Linked DNA regions of Zea mays: regions 1 and 2 are each linked to region 3. The links are chromatin contacts, called in public Hi-C maps. All regions are on one chromosome and are shown on one strand. Each heading gives the region's core, a stretch centred on a gene start, on an enhancer-like site or on the middle of the called end of the contact. The rest is flanking DNA. Distances are from core to core; before and after follow the strand shown.

The links. A called contact is a pair of places that touch in the nucleus more often than the background predicts.
Region 1: a Hi-C map of leaf shows a contact between it and region 3, with 3 times the contacts expected there. The contact joins the enhancer-like site here to the promoter of fea3 in region 3. A contact is called at or near these places in 6 of 25 Hi-C or Micro-C datasets (bundle sheath, ear, endosperm and 2 more) and 1 of 3 datasets of contacts at active chromatin or transcription factors (leaf).
Region 2: a Hi-C map of tassel shows a contact between it and region 3, with 2.3 times the contacts expected there. The contact joins the enhancer-like site here to the promoter of fea3 in region 3. A contact is called at or near these places in 2 of 25 Hi-C or Micro-C datasets (ear and tassel).

The regions. Positions count from the first base shown.
Region 1 is chr3:29,327,125-29,329,997 of Zm-B73-REFERENCE-NAM-5.0, forward strand. No RefSeq gene overlaps it. Among protein-coding and RNA genes, the nearest start is that of LOC100283750, 17 kb to the right of the region's middle. Within about 2 kb of position 1,252, at least 18 of the 20 cell types and tissues checked have an H3K27ac peak or open chromatin away from gene starts, as enhancers often do. A contact at or near this core is called in bundle sheath, ear, endosperm and 2 more, where this site is marked.
Region 2 is chr3:29,289,370-29,292,109 of Zm-B73-REFERENCE-NAM-5.0, forward strand. No RefSeq gene overlaps it. Among protein-coding and RNA genes, the nearest start is that of LOC100283750, 54 kb to the right of the region's middle. Within about 2 kb of position 1,337, at least 7 of the 20 cell types and tissues checked have an H3K27ac peak or open chromatin away from gene starts, as enhancers often do. A contact at or near this core is called in ear and tassel, where this site is marked.
Region 3 is chr3:29,215,117-29,218,082 of Zm-B73-REFERENCE-NAM-5.0, forward strand. fea3 (fasciated ear3) reads right to left here and starts at 1,270. Exons shown (of 3, transcript NM_001317362.1): 1 at 717-1,270. The coding sequence starts at 971.

The sequences.
Region 1 (2,873 bases), core at 2-2,501, 110 kb after region 3:
CCTCGCCCTCTTTTTGTACCGCTTTCTGTTGTGCATATATATGACACTGAAAAGTTTAGAGAGAGATAAAAAAAAAGAGAGCTCTCCTGCTCGGCATGTTTTCGTATGTTGACAATCTGTGTTGCGATGTTTCGAGAAACCATTTTTGAAATTTTAAGCAAACTTGTTGACGAATGTGGTGGCAAATGCACACCACACCGCAGGTAGCGAGACGAGATTCACGTACCGCAACCGCATGCAGGCTGCAGCCTGCAGCTGCAGCGGCCAGGGTGGGGTTGGACTTGGATCATGCAATGCAACTGCTGCTGTCCTTCGCCTCTGAGGTTTATTCACGCCTGGCCTCGCCTCGCCTTTTCCAGCAGGCCAGAGCGGCGGACACGCGGATCGGAGAGACGGCTGCGGCAGCGGCTCTGCCTATGGACACGAGAGAAAGTAACACCGAGCAATCAAGCAGCGAGCATCTGAGGTTCGATCGACCAATCATGTGTGGAATTGAATCCCGCCACGCAACAACCAACGGTATTCATGAGCGTTTGGTGGAATGGAGCCGAGAAGGGAAGGGATAAAGAAGGTCCGGCTCTGAGGACGACACGGGTGGGGGTGGGGAGGCAACGGTAGATGCCGAGAGGAATTGTGGCCTGCGAGATGCAAAGTGACGACACCTGCAAAATGCGCTGGCCGCAGCTGATCGCATCGGATCGGATGGATGGGGATAGCGCTTTTGCTCCGCTAGTGGAGGAGGAGCCCTTGCATTGCCTTGGCATTGGGGGGACGGGGGATGGGGGCGAGCTAGCACGCGCCTAGGCCTAGCAGCACACTGCAGCAGCCAGAGCCAGGCAGGCGGGCTGGCGGGGCGACGGGACCACGACCCATCTATCGCGGCAGAGCGCGGTATAGAGCTTTTCACTGCCAAAGCACGGACGGGCAGGCGGAGCGAGCTGCGAAGCGTAGGCAGTAGTAGAGAAGCTACGCTACGGGGTGCATGACATGAGCGGCGCATGTGATTGGGGACAACTCTGCGGAGCGAGTGAGCGGGGTCCCGTCGTGCCACCGGCCTCGATGGAGGTTCGAGGCGAAATGCATGCTCTGTCATAGGGTTGAGGGGGGCCTTGCCTTGTGGGGACCAGACATGATTTTCGATCCACGTTTTTGTATTGGTCGTTGTTGCAATTTGCATCGCATGGCAGAGCCACCGCCCGGCCCATCATCGTTCATGGGCTGCCACGCCGCAGCAACAGGGATAGACAGAGTGGAGGGGTGTGGAACCATACGTGGATGCCGCCGCCGCCGTACCACGTGTCACCCAAAGCTGGAAGCTCCTATCACCGAGTGCCACTGGTTGTGCTAGCCTACGCTACAGATTACTACTATACTCTCTCTCTCTCTCATTTTCAGCCCACATCGATCTTATATATTACTAACACCGGTAAGTACGCACTGACTGTACCAGGACGATCAGTAATCACCACTTGAGCGTTTATATAGGGCTGCCGTGCGACGAAAGCCGTGACATCTGACATCTCCCCAGCTCCTTTCGGGCTGTACGCCTGTACCTGTACCCCTACCCCCCACTCTATGTTATGAGCGTGCCGAGTTTTGTTTTGTTTTTGTTTTTGTTTTTTTGAATTTTCAGGGTCCAGTGGAACTTGGATCGCTTGAAGATAAAACGTCTGCGCGCAGTGCAGAACTCAGGCCGGCTGACATATATAGGGCCCTTTGGTAGGGCTTATTTTTCAGCTTCGGCTCTGGCTTATGCAAAAGTTATGTCAAACACCTCTTTTTCAAATAGCTTCACCAGTGAAGTGCTTTTCCAAAATGAACTAGAGGACATGAGCCAAAAAAAGTGGCTCACCCGGCTTCAGCTCACGTCATTTTTGCACAATAGCTCTCCCACCAGTCCAAATTATTTTTTTTGGTCCTGCCCGCAATCCCTAGCCACGTACAGGAGAGATAAACTATACAAGGGTCTTTCTGAAAAACAACCTATAAGCCGTTTTGCCAAATGATTTTTTAGAATGGCTTTGGCTCATCTAAAGAAGTCGCTTCAACTCGTGAGCCAGAGTCAAAGCTGTTTTTGGAGAAGCCAGAGCCCTGCCAAAGGGGCCATAGACCACTCGGCGAGCCAGATGAGACCCGGAATCCCGGATTATACATTGACCGGACGGCAGAGGCCGGTTGAGTAGGTGACGCGAACCCTCCTCAGCGGGCTCAGCCTAAACCTTCCATCCGGTTCAGAGGGGGAATGGTACGCTTGTACTACCTCGCCACGCATGATACTGTCAGGAACTCACATGACCTGCCGGAGCCGGACCGGCCGCCGCACACTACCCAACACCACCCGCAACCGCAACCGCAACCGCAACCGTATCCATCAGCGGGTCCACTACTTTTTCCAAAGTAGATCCCGATCGTGGGAAGTATATTGTAGGTATAAATTAAAAGTATGGTTCAGAAACACGGTGATTGTCCAGGATTTCTAAGAGAAGAAGCAATGCAGTTACTTGTTTTTTTTTAAAAAAAAAGAAAATCGATGGAGAAGTATCGGCTAACTTCGTGAAAAACTTTAATTGCCAAGCCTCAGTACTTGTTCTCGACTTTTAACGGGGAAACAGAAATGTGTTGCGCTGTTGGGACTTGGAGCTGGCTGGCTGACTTTGTGGATACCTTTATTTTGCGAAGCGCCGAAGCCGAGCAATGGATCTAGAGATGGCAATGGGCCCTGATCCCTGATTCCTCGCGGGGAATTCCTCCATTAGGGCTTGTTCGGTTAGCTCTCAATCCATGTGGATTGAGTGAGATTGGATGAGTTTGAATCCCAAACAAGTCAAATTTCTTAAGAATTTTTTCCAATCCCATTCAATCCATGTGTATTG
Region 2 (2,740 bases), core at 87-2,586, 74 kb after region 3:
TACGAGACAGTCAGGCAGCCCCGGGCCCACGAGTATGTGTAGCTCCACCCGGTGTAAAACGATGGTTTTACCCTTACCTTGCGCTCCTTCTTAGGGAAGCCATCGATGGCAAACCCCTCTCCCAGCCTATAATAGGGAGAGGCTGGCCTCAGGGTAAGGGGATGGAAAGGAGAGAGCTCTTGGGCAACCGAACGCCTTCAGACAGACACGAACCCACAAGGGCGAACAGGAGGGTATCACTCTCAAGGATGAATAGAGTATGCAAAGGATGAGCCGTAGACGTGAGGGTCGCGAGGAGCGTCCTTCAGACTATCTCCAGCAGCTTACCCATCTCTACAACATATTCAAACTCCACTCTGCAAATAGTACGGTATACGGTGCAAAACTGTTTTTGTGACCATACGAGTGAACCGATGGACACAGTCTTATATCCCTTCTATATGTATATCTCTTTTGTAGTTCTTCTCTGAAAGATACATAATCTAGTTTCGTTTAATCTGCTGTTTAAAGTGTTAAAATAGATATATAAGAGAAGGAAAAAATAGAGAGAGGATAGAGGAGTGTCCTTTATATTTAGGCTATCCGCGGCATCAGCCGCGCGCGCCCACCCCCTCCTCTTGCATGGTGGCTACAGGGGCGCAGACGCTCGCAGCGCGGCCCCCTACGACGCCCCCACGCGCCCGCCCCCTGCTCTCTCCCTCTGGCTGTGGCATGCGCCCGCTCCCTCCCCTTGCATTGTTGACGACTATTGCCGTCGGTCCGCCTCTAATTGTTAGTAGAAGAAAAAATGATAGTGAGTGAAAAGTAGGTATAGAAAATGATATTTAATGGTTGTAGTGGGGTATAGGGAAAGAATTTAGGAGGACATTGTTGAAGGGTATAGAAGGGTAAATCTTTCCTACATTATGGTTTAGTTTGGTTACTCTTGTTTTAACTATAATCTACATGTATTGAGGTATATTGAAGTGTAACTTAAACTAATTTACACCCTCAATTCACTCAACACATATTAAGATTAATACTAGAGTATCCAAATAAAGCCTTAAAATGTATACGCTCGTTTCTTGTTGGAGTCGGTCTTACTCCGACCTGCAGGAAGGCAGCGAGAGGTTGTTGGCGTTGGTAGCTTGCTTGCCGTCGGTTGATCCAACGTAGAGATAAAGCGCCATAAGCTGTGTTAGGCTTTACGGCGGCAGTAGCTCGTAAAGGTGGTAAATACTCCACAGCTAGTACACAGTAGCCTTGCCTCTGATCGGATCTGCCCTCTGCAGTGGATAGATAATGCGTCCAGCGTCACAGTAGACCGACGCTCACTGGATCCATCGGTCTCGCTCCGTCCTATGCCTATACTGCCCTACTCTCACCGGGCGGCTACTCCTGCGCCTAGTTCAGTGGCAGTGTCTATGGGCCTATGGCATGCGATGCGAAACCAAACGACAGAGAGCATGAGCATCACATCACATCCGGCAGGCGCAGGGATTTTTAATTTGTAATTGTTTTCTCAATCAATATTTTAAAAGTAACCGGTAGTGCCGTGCCCGCAAAAACACCGAGTCCCTAATTCCCTATACGAAGTTATTGAATAAAGGTCTTTATCACTAAATCACTCGAAAAATAAACTCTAACAATATAGATGATGTAATGCATTACATAGAAATCTCTAATCTATACTATACTTAAAGCATCAATTTCAACGATCGTCACGCGTCATTTTTTACAAATAAAGACGCACGCGAGCCACAACTCTGGCTCATGCACGTCATATCGACCTGACTGTGCCAGACCAGCCCGTTAGCCCCGTCAGCCCATTTCATTAAATCAGCGTAAAATGTTAAAAAACAGTGCAAGATATGGGGTTCGAACACATGCCCTGACGAAAGAAGAGTGAGAGACACTGGATAAAGCTATCTAACCAGTATAACATCATGATCAAATGTTTTTAATATTGAATATAAATTGTATATATGTATATATATTTTTTTGTAAAATAAAAAATAAAATCGTGTCAGGCCAGGCCAGCACTACAGGCTGAGGTTACAGCCCAAGCACGACACGTCATTTTTTGTTCTTGCAAGCATTAGGTCGTTTCCGAGACCACATTGGCGCATTGGACTCAATGGTGTTTGAGGTTGCTGAATTGGATGGAGCAACAATGATTTGTCATACTAACAGTAAAATGAAAGGTTATTTGTTGGTTTAAACGTTAGTAATTACTACGAAGTAGCATAATTCATATGGAGCACATCCAGTTTTTATTAATGTCTGACTTTAGCAATCACTCCATATTTTGATCTATCTTTTTTATAAGTTTGAGTTCATGTGACTTATTTTAGAAACTTGAGCTCACAAACTTTCTGTTATTTGGTCTCTGTATGGTAGAATTATGTATTTTTATAATCTCTGTTCGTTTAGTCAGTCGTTATGAACTCTCTTCTAGTCACTCACTTCATTGGGCGTATTGTACCAAGACATATTGGATGGAGTAAACAATAACATCAGTTATCCAAATAAAAAAATATATTATACGGAGAGCGGAGACAATCAATAAAAAATCTTAAATTTTTTTGGTGGATGGTTTACATGGGTATTGTTGTAAACCGTCGCAACGCACAGGCAACCGACTAGTACTATATAAAGCATCAGTTTACACAGTTCTACGGTTTCTACCGTCGACGTGCTCTTCACATTTAAAAAAAGATAAAAAAAACTAAAATTATGACCTAATCGGTAATCACTAATG
Region 3 (2,966 bases), core at 20-2,519:
CGGGCGCGAGCAAAAGGAAGAAGATGTCAAGGTACTACTAAAATCTATACTAGAGAGTAGTAGTACTGTATGAGAAAAATCTTGGGCGGAGCATGCCATTTCAAATCATGGGAGGTTCTTTTCATGTGAGTGGAAAGTTCCTGCCCAAGAGATCAGATCCTCCTACCATATCGAGCAAAAGGCTGAGATGCGAAGACACAAGGGGATCAAGCAGAGGTCTCGTCCAACAGTGAACTGAATGTGCAGCGGCGCACAGCAAAACAGTGCCACAATCTCGAAGCAACAGTTGAGGAGCAGGGCACGAGTGCGACGAAGGACGAACACAAGACAAAAACAGCAGAGGCTACCGGAAGGCCAGAAATTCTGGAAGCGAGACGAGGAAGGTTTTAACACGGGAAATTACAGCAGGAGATTTGGTGGCGACTTGGCGTGCGTCCTGCATCCCCAAACAGGGCACCAATTTCATTTCGGAGGCTACCGACTTGCTCCTCCTTTCGCTCGCAAACGGTTTTTGGATTGGAGCTCAAAGCAGGCAGCAGGGGAGCACCGAGAAAGGGCGTGTGACGAGGACGGGCAAAGCCGAAAAAACCAAAGAGGAAAGCTTCGCGCGTCTGAAGAACGAACATGATGAACGAACATACGCGGGCCAGAAAATCGAACAGCACGGTAACATAGATCGATGCGAAAGGGAAAGCGCAGGAAGGGCAGGGACGCGCCTGGATGGGAGACCAGCCGCAGGGGTCTGGGTAGAGCCCGGAGCCGTTCCACCCCTTGCCGACGAAGCTCTCGATGGCGGCGTACAGCGCCCTGCGCTCCTTCTCCTCCATGGGGGCCGTCTCCGCCGCCGCCGCCGCAGGGGCGTCCGAGCCGTCCTCCCCTTGCTGCCCCGCGCAGCCACGGAGCAGCGCAGCCGCCGAGAGCGCCACGCCGAGGAGAAGCAGCAGCCCGCGGCGACCGCGAGCGCGCCTCATCGCCAAACCAACGGGAACCGGACGACGGCACACCACTCGTCCACTCCTCGCTCAGAAGTCAGAGATCAGAAGAACTGGATCGAGCGCTCGGCACGGGCCCCGCTATATAGGAGGAGGAGGAGCAGCAGCAGCAGCCATTGCTGGCTCTGTCTGGCGCTGGGTCTCGCGAGGGGTGCCCCCTTCTAGGTGGCAAGTAAATGCGGGGCTTTCGCAGCGCAGAGGCGACGGTGGCTGACCCGGGACATTCCCCTATGCCAAGCGCTGCTCTGGGGATCCCAATGCGGGCGGTCGACCGGGCGGCCGCCGTCGCGCCGCAGACGACAACAGGCAGGCAGGCAGCTGGCCGGCCTGGCTGCAAGCACAGGCAGGCGGTCTGGCGTTGTGCTGAGGCCAGAGGGACGGAGTTGGAGAGACTCGCGACCTCGCAAGACGGGGGATTGGTTTTGTAGTAATGTCCCGCAGGAACAGCGTGCACTTTACCGTGGTGGCGCTGGTGAAAAATACGGAGTGGGTGTTACACACAAGCGAGAAGGGAGGAATGTTTGGTTAAGGTCTAGGGGATGTTTGGATGGCCGCCTAAGCCGCCGCCGCCCGCCACACTTCCCACGCCACCAGTGTGGCGCTCGTTTTCAGCGCCACAGGTGTGGCGCGGCGTGGCCGCCGGCGTGCCGATCCAAACTAGCCCCTAGTTTGTCAACTCCTAAGGCTGTCTCCAACAGGCACTAGCCAAAACGGGCAGACATTCAGGCCGTTGGCTTGCCACAGTAATTTAGCTGGCCATCCATACGTCCTTCGTATCCAACGGAGCAGCTAAAATAGCTGGTTCCCAGGGCGAGTGGCCAGAAGCCTCAGAAGTGGGTCCGGATTGTCAGAGACGAAGGGGAGAAAATGGCTGCCGGCTCTGAACCAGCCAATCTAGCTTTTCTCTCTCATCCCCTCTAAAATAGCTGCTCCTTTTGGCTGTGTTGTTGGAACCTGTTTCTAGGCGCTACAGTAGCACCACGACAGCCATATTGGCTTTGGCTGCTCTGTTGGAGTTAGTCTAAGAGATTTCCAGCTAATTTATCTCGAGAAAATAGTTTTTTTTAAATAGAATTGTCAAACTAGTACTAAAGATAAAAATAGACAAGAACATCGTGTGTCTATGAGTCTGTTTGATTCAGCTTTTTTGAAAAAATGGTTGTAGAGAGAATCTGACTATGAAGAAGAAGAATCTGAGTATTTGGTTTAGGTGCTATGGGAAGAAGCTGGTGGTTAGAATTTAGGTGTTTGGATAGACTGATTCTAAGATAGTAGAAAATGAAAAAAAAGAAAAACATACATACTAATTAGCACCTAATTAGAAATTACCACATGATTTGTCCATTACAACATGTTTATTTACTCGTACGGATAACTAACTATGACACTAACACATTAGCACTTGAATCTCTAAAAGCACATATGTCTAACTCATCTACGTGTTGCTACTACTCTCACCTATAGCTACATCCTGAACATGCCTCATGCAGGTATATACTAATCGAAGTCGCGAAAGTGTAAAACACTGTCCCGAATGAAGTTATGTAACATCATGCATGATATAATTATCTTGGATTGCTTTCTCAGTGAAAATGAAGGTAGGCTAATAAGAATTCTCCAATTTATCTTGGGCACCCAAAATGATTGCTCTATAATATTCCTCGGGAACAAGTGCGCATAGTTGAAAACCTCTTTGGTAGCAACAGGTTGCCTTCCATCCTTAAATTCGAAAATGTGGTACTTTTGACCTTTATAAGGTGCAAGGTATCCCGTCCTATTGAGGTACCCCGAATCAACAAGATAATATTTTCCTGAAATATAAAATTATCATGGTTAAGGTCATACATAACGAGGTGACTTCGAAATACTACAGACGTAGATTGGAGTAATATCTTCTGAAGAATGCGGGAACCTATCGTCGTACGTGATCAGAGTATCTTGTAGCACTCTAGTATCATGCACGGAACGAGGCCA